2 separate regions of the Muntiacus reevesi genome follow, and region 1 is linked to region 2. The links are chromatin contacts, called in public Hi-C maps. All regions are on one chromosome and are shown on one strand. Each heading gives the region's core, a stretch centred on a gene start, on an enhancer-like site or on the middle of the called end of the contact. The rest is flanking DNA. Distances are from core to core; before and after follow the strand shown.

Region 1 (4,053 bases), core at 1,023-3,522, 170 kb after region 2:
CGGCTGAGAGTGGATGTTAGGGCTGACTACAAAGGGTCATTTGGGGAAATTTTGTGGGAGATAGGACTATTACATACCTTGATTTTAGTAGTAATTGTACACACCTATTTAAACTTTTCAAAAGTTGCAAAACTGTATACTAAAAATGTTAAATTTTACTGTATGTAAATTATACCTTAAATATATATATATATAAATGCATACTTAAAATGCTTATTTTTATTGTATATAAATTATACCTTAAATATATACAAATTTTTGTGTATATATATTTTATACATATATAAAATTACGGGCATGGATGGCATAGCCTCAGAGATGTGGCACGACAAGCCACATCAGTAACACATGATTTAGGCTTTCAAAGATGAGCAGGAGTTCTGCCTGTTGGCAAAAAGTGGGTTAAGTATTGGGAATGGCATCATAACAAGAGGGAACAACATGTGCAAAGGCTAAAACAGACTGGCATATTTGAGGACCTTCATACATGGTCATATTTGGAGCATTAAACTCAGGGGATAGAGGAAAGAAAGGGGGACAATGTGGATGGTAGAGATTCTAGAGTTCAGCAGATTGGGACTGTGAAGAACCTGTTCAAGATTCTGTCTTTCAACAAATTTCCAAGTGATGCTGATACTGCTTGTTCACTGATCATATTTTGAGCAGTAAGAGCATAAAGGTGAAGAGAGAAAGTATTTCAGGAAGTAGGGAGTGGTCAATGACATTGAAAATGGGGAAGAACCAAGTCAAGTTGTGTGTGTGTGTGTGCTCAGTTGCTTAGTCGTGTCTGACTCTTTGTGTTCCTTTGGACTGTAGCCTGCCAGGCTCCTCTGTTCATGGGATTTATCGGGCAAGAATACTGGACTGGGTTGCCATTTTCTCCTCCAGGGGGGTCTTCCTGACCCAGGGATTGAACCCACAACTCCTGTGTCTGCTGCATTGCAGGCAGATTCTTTACCGGCTGAGCCTTTGAGGAAGCCCTTGAGTTAACATGAGGACTGAAAAAAAAAAAAAAGATAAGGACTGAAAAACTCCAGTTATCAACTTGTAGGCTGAGCAAGCAATGGGTGAACAGTCAGGATTGAAATCACATTAGAATGGTTGATAACTGCTTGCTAGGTACAGAAGTCAGGAAAGTACTTAAAAACACCTCTTCTGTGCTTTTTGACTTTTTAAAAAATGAAAGTATTTATTTAGCTGCACTGGGTCTCAGCTGAGTCGCGTGGGATCTTTAGTTGCAGCATGAAAATTCTTAGTTGCAGCATGCAGGATCTAGTTCCCTGACTAGATTGAATCTTGGCCCCCTACACTGGGAGTGTGGAGTTTTAGCCACTGGACCACCAGGAAAAGTCCCATGTGCTGTTTGGCTTTGAAAGGGAATAAAGAGGTGGAGAGGTTGTTGTAGGGGGAATTGGAAGGTTTTAACATTCAATTGTAAGATGAAAGATACTTGAGTATTTTAAAAGGTAAAAGGAAGGATCCTGTAAATAAGGGAGAGGATGAAGGCACAAGGAAACAATGGGATGACCTGAGAAGGGTAGGGTTGCCTTATGTACCAAAGAAAAATACAGGGTACCCAGTTTAACGTGAATTTCAGAAAAAGCAGTGAATAATTTTTTAGTGTATGTCGTGATGCTGCTTGGGTGGCCTGTATTTTACCTGGCAATCCGCAAGTAAAGAGATATTTAGGCACAAGAGTTATAGCCCGAGACGCACTAGGAGGGACTTGATCTCTAAAGTCCTCCCCAGCTGTCAGATTCCAAGACTCTAGAATGAATTCCCAGTTCTACCAGAACCGTTAAGAAGCAGACAAACTGCTTTGAATTTCAGCGTGTCACGTCCCCGTTTTTCTCTAGGATGGCTAATGAGCAGGGAAAAGGCGGAACGAAAACCTGTGGAAAAGTTCTGGTGTGGAAAATCAGCTCCTAAACGATGAAGAGCTTTCTGAACTGCTAATGGGCTCTGGACTGGGCGCACACGACGGTGAGTCACATGGCGACTGGCCCAGATCCAACTATGGATACCAACTCCACTCAACTCAAGGGCAAGCGGGGAGAGCTCTTGCCCAGGGACTCGCAGGCGCCTGCGCTCTGCCGCGGCCCCGCCCTCCTCCCGCCTGACATCCGGGGCTCGGGCAGGGGCGTGTCCGGGGAAGACGGGAGGGAGGCGGCGGAAAGGAAGGACGTCGTGGGAGGCTGGAGGAGCGGGGAGGGAGGAGAGGAGGGGCGGGGCGGGGGCGGAGCGGGGGCGGGGCGCAGCCAGCGCGCTGTCACGTGACGTGCGTGGCGACGTGTCGGCCATCTTGTGTTGTTGAGGCTGAGGACTGACGGGTTCCGAGAGTCTCCCCTGTCCCGGACCGCAGGTAACCAGCGACTCGGTCTCACTCCCTTTGCCCGGCTCCGCTCCGCGGCCCGGGCTCCGCCGGCCTGCCTGGCTCTCCTGGGCCTGCCGCCCGCTCTGGCGTCCCCTCCGCTCCGGCCCGACCCTGCCCAGCCGCATGGACACCCCCAGGCCGCCCGGCAGCCGCCTCGGCCGGCTGGGGCGTCAGGCGAGCGGACAGGTCAGGTGCGGGGCGGGAGGGAGCCGCCTCCCCGGCCGGGGGCACGCCGGACCCTGGCGCGTCTCTGCCGTCGAGCTGGGGAGCCCGCCCCTCCCGGGCCCGTTGGCATCGCAGGGGGAGCCGAGGAAGGGAGGAGGGTGATGGGTGGACAGTGTCAGGCCGGCTCGCTCAGGGCCAGAGAGCTCGCCTTTCCGCTACCTGCTCCTCCGGGCCAGCCGCCCGCCCAGCCTCGGGGTGCCCGGGGTAACAGCTGCTGCGGCCAGACAGCTGCTTCTGCCCGCGCTCCTCCCCACACCTGGCCTCGGGGAGATGCGCCCTTGCCTGCCTCACCGAGCATCTGCACTGGGGAGACTCCTTCCGCGGCGAGAGGACCGGGTCTTGAGCAGGCCCGAAGCCAAGGTGGAGCCATGATCCGAACCTGGGACGGAGGTCGGGAAGAGTAGGACAGAACCTATGGCAGCTTTGGGATCCGAGCCTTCACGTCAGGTTGAAATGGTCATTAGCCTTGAGTGACCGCAGTTCCCCACGAAAGCACTCAGAATCAATTCAGTTTTCTGGCTGAAACATAAACCAAGCGACCAGGGAAGAGGGTATAGAGAAGCAGATTGTCTGACCGTGTTCGGGAACCAGTTACGTTGCTTTGCCTTTATCTAGCACTGGGTTTTTGTTTTTTAAAAAATTCTTTCTTTCCCTGAAAGAACACTTAAGCCCATCTATTTTCTCTGTAAGAAAGGTAAGTATTTCAGTTTAACTTGCAAGAGATCGAGAAAGGGGCCGGAACCTGTGACCAGCTTCTTATACAGTGTTGTGTACCTTGGATTATACTTACTCAGTGTTTTATACCTTGGATTACAGGCAGTTTTGGTTACCCGTGTGTATGCATGGAAGATATTTTCCCCTTACATAGTATTTACTTTTTAGAATCTAATGATTTTCTAAATTAGAAAAAATTGTCACCGTTTTTGAACACTTAACTTTTATCCTAGTATTTGCAGCTCTGGCCTGTCAGAGTTTGTTGATTTTGAACACAAATATGTTGCCTCATTCCTTGATGTTTTTATGCATTTAACTAGTTAGTGTAGTGCTCAAAGTGGAACATGTACATTTCTGTCCCAACAAATGTTGACTTCAGTAGAAGACACTAGAAAAAAGTTTAAAAAGTGGGATGTATCTGGAAAAATGTCACACAGTCCTTAATGTCACACAGACATTTAACAATGGGAAGTACACAGGTAATGGTTGTGATTCACTAGAGAAGAAAAGGCTTTGACCCTTTTCTGTCCTTGGCCTTTTCTGTACATTTAGGATTTTGAGACTGAAGAAGGGAGAAGGTACTATGTGCTTCCATTCGTTTCTTCTGTCATTTGTGCGTTAATTTATTTGAAAAATACTGAGATCATACTACACTATTAGGTGCTGGGAGCAAAACAGACCAAAAATTCCTGTTTCTGTGGACCTCATTCCTAGACAGGTAAATACATACTTTTAGGTAA
Region 2 (3,757 bases), core at 1,048-3,547:
GCCTTAGCAGCCGCCTATCCAGACTACAGTAGCCAGACCCTACTCATCGGGTGCCCCAGGCTCCCCAACTAGTAAGACGGTGCATAGCAAAGGACAGGAAGACTAGAACCAGTGGCTGCATATGTGAATGGCATGGGGTTAGGCAATGTAAGTGAGTACATGGATGGAGTAGCGACTGCAGCCAACTATAGAGCACCAGGACACAACTGACCCAGTATTCACAGGCCTTCCAGCTTTTCTCAGAGGAGCCAGAACTCTGGATTCCAAAATGTTGGCAACCAACTCAAAACTGTTTCAAACACTGTGAGGACTAACTAGAGCGTGATGGTAGGCTGCATTCAGCATGGGCTGTTACCCTGCCACCTTTCAGCTAAATGATCTCAAAGGTCTCTTCCAATAGCCAGGAAGATTTAGAAAGGGCACAGAGTCCCTCAGCAATGAAGGACGTGTCATCAGAGCCAGGCTCCCTTTATAAACAAACCCAGAGAAGCAGGGAGGCATCCCGACTCCCTGAGTGTGCATGCAGACATGGGGAGTGGCGTCGTCCCAGTGAATGACAGGCTGCAAGAGAAGATGTGCCCCAGTCTCCTGGGAAAGGCCAAGACTAGTCTGTGACCTCCAAAGAGAAAGAAACTGGGAGTTCCCAAAGGCTATCAAGTTCACTTGGCTGACTGTCCAGGCTACTGCTTAGAGCAGCCCAAGCCTACACTTAAGGACTTAAACCAGGGACAGCAAACAGGTTTCATTTAAAGCACCAACTACAGTCAACTGTGCTAAGGACTCTGCATCCCATGATCCCATGTGAACATGTACTGTGATCAATAAGTTGCGACCGCCAGACACAGGAGGGGGCGAAGGAGCACACATTATGGGCATTTGCCACGTCTGGTTTAAAGTCCTGTTGGCACTGAACCAGCTGACAGCAAAGACAACCCTGACAGGATACTAAAGCTCACAGCCCTAGAAATCCACTAGAAGTAGCAGTCTTCAAGCCTGGTACAGCAATGCTCACCCTGGACAGTCTTTATTCACATATTCATCAAGCATTTACTGATTTACTTGATTTTAATATATTAAGTACTTACTACTCTGGGCTGGGCAATGGGGAAATGGAGGTGATGCAGAAAGTGTTCCTGTCCTGAAGATACTCACAGTATAGTGGAAGCAACAACAACAATAGAAAAATCACAGACAATTATGATCAAATGTGGTAAATGCAATAAAAGAGGTCTGTGGGAGCTGGGGTGTGGGGGTGACTTAAATGAAGAAAGTAACCTTTGATTTGGTTCTAGAAAAAAGAAAAAAAGACTGAGTCTCTGAGCAGAGATTGGGGGGAACGTGTATTCTGAGCAGAGAGAACAGCATGTATAATGGTGGAAAATCAAACAGCCTCCCCAAGATATGGCGATAACCTTGCCAGCACAAAGACTAGGATGGAAAAGGAGTTCATGAAGGGTCTTGAATGTCAGGCTAAATTATCTGGACTTAATTCCATAGGTGATGGGAGTTAATGAAGGTTTTTAAGTAGAAGGCCTAATCTGATCTGTGGGTTCAACAGATCACAGCAGCCACAACATGTCTGTCCAACCTGTGAAGGTGACAAAGTGTAGGTTTCAACAAAATCCCTGATAAGGAAATACTCAACATACATTAACGAAATTAAAAGATCTGAAGATCCCTGGATGTGGAAGAATGCAAGGGGAATCAGAGGGCACCTGGGTAAAGAGGATGTTGGTACATTTACTTCCATCAGGCAGAAGGAAAGAAGTGCAGGTTGAGCGCAGAACACAAGAGCCCACCCTCTGGGTTCCAGAGGTCATGACCATTAGAGAAAGTGTATGCGGGTATCAAATGTTTGTTTTAGATGAGCAGGTAGAGGCTCGAACACTCTCTTTAAGGTCAGGCTTCAAGCTCAGGCCCTTTTCCCTCACTTCTTGCCACGGCCCCAGAACCCTCTCTTCTTCCCTATGAGGTCTCTAGACCCTTCCACCTTCAGAACCTCTTCCGATCCTCCTCAACTACAGAGCTTTCTAAGAATCTCATCACTGCAAGGGCCTTCTACCTACCTCCTCATCCCCGACCCCTCTATGACCCTTTCCATCTCCGGACGCTTCATCCTCTGACCGTCCCTCACTCCCCAGCCCACATAAAAGCTTCTTTCTCCCGTCTCACCTTCCCCGACCCCCTATGATAACCACCACGTCCTAAGTCTCCTCCAGCCCAGAGCCTTGAGTCTCAGCTGCCCTCGCCCAGCCACCCGGACTCACCCACCGAGACACCCACTTCACAACAGGGCGGAAGTGCTCCAGGACTCGCGCAGGGAATGCTGGGACGCGGAGTCCGAACCGCGCCACCCCGTGAATGGCGCGTCTGTGACTACAACTCCCAGAAGGAACCGCGTGAGCGCAAGCGTGTGGCCCCGCCCCCTCCTCGTTTGCGGTCTTGCAGGTGTTGTCAGCCAATAGATGCACCATCTCCTCCGTGTCCCCGGCACCAGAACAAATCGAAAGAAATTATTACGCATGGGGGCGGGGCCTGCTGTGATCCCGGTCCTTTCCACAGGCTCTGGAATAACGGCACCGCCCAGGGGGCGGGCATTCAAGTCGAAGGGGCGGAGTCTCTTGAAGCGCGGAGCAAGATTCGGAGGCCGGGGGTAGATCAAAGCAGAAACAATAAGAAATAAGGAGAGAGGGTGACTAGAGGTGACGCACCTGGAGGGCGGGAGAGAGTTGGACAATAGTAGGTTCAATTTCCAGTTCACAGTTAAGCTGCGTAACTTTGGATCAATGGTGAATCTCGCTTTCTTCACCTGTGAAGTGAAGATAATAATCGCATCCGTGTCGCTGGGTTTTTGTGAGACTTACTGGAATAATACACATAAAACGATTAACTCAGAACCGGGGTCTTAATAATACACAGGGAATATTAGCTATTATCATGTAAATAGTAGGGAGCTTGGCACTTCCTGCGTGCTGGAAGAATGTTAATCGTTATTAGAGTATTAATCACCAGAATAATTTTAATATAAATGCAGTTGCTTTGTTCCGTTATGAATACTTTGGAGTAAGAGCAATCTAACATGGGTTTGAGAATGTGAGTTTTGTAGTCAGACAAGGATCCAAATTCCAGCCCAGTGACTTCACAGCTATGTGGCCTTGAACAAATGACTGCGTCTCTTTTGGCTTAAGTTTTTTGGTAGGTAAAATGCAAGTGATAGAACTTACATTGCAGGGTATTGTGAAGATATATGAGATAATGCAGGGAAAGCAAGGTTTCTGAAGTCAAACTGCTTGTGTCTGACATTTCGTACTTTCATATGCAGGATGTAGTTGGTTTCACTAATTGTGAAACCTGGGGCAAATTACTTAACCTCTTTATGCCTCAGTTTTCTTAGCTATAAAATTGGAATTACAATAATGTCATCTACCTGCTAGGAATAAATGGGGAAAATATGTAAAGGGCCTGTCACATCTGGCAAAGGAGTTTAATAATAACTGCATGCGTGCTACCTGACTTCAGTCGTACCTGTTTCTTTGAGACCCCATGTACTGTAGCCCACCAGGCTCCTCTGTCCATGGAATTCTCCAGGCAAGAATACTGGAGTGGGTTGCCATGCTGTCTTCCAGGGGATCTTCCTGAACCAGGGACTGAACCCACATCTCTTACATCTCCTGCATTGGCAGACAAGTTCTTTACTACTAGCGCTGAGGTAGGAGATAGACAATCTCCAGGTTGGACATTTACGATTAGCCAGCCT

Evidence for each region. A called contact is a pair of places that touch in the nucleus more often than the background predicts.
Region 1: a contact with region 2 is called in a Hi-C map of muscle, with 4 times the contacts expected there. The contact joins the promoter of GIGYF2 here to the promoter of ZSCAN20 in region 2. A contact is called at or near these places in 2 of 3 Hi-C or Micro-C datasets (blood and muscle).

Annotation. Positions count from the first base shown.
Region 1 is chr1:170,916,267-170,920,319 of mMunRee1.1, forward strand. It overlaps GIGYF2 (GRB10 interacting GYF protein 2), which reads left to right and starts at 2,273. Exons shown (of 29, transcript XM_065916857.1): 1 at 2,273-2,362.
Region 2 is chr1:170,743,931-170,747,687 of mMunRee1.1, forward strand. ZSCAN20 (zinc finger and SCAN domain containing 20) reads right to left here and starts at 2,298. Exons shown (of 10, transcript XR_010660508.1): 1 at 2,268-2,298.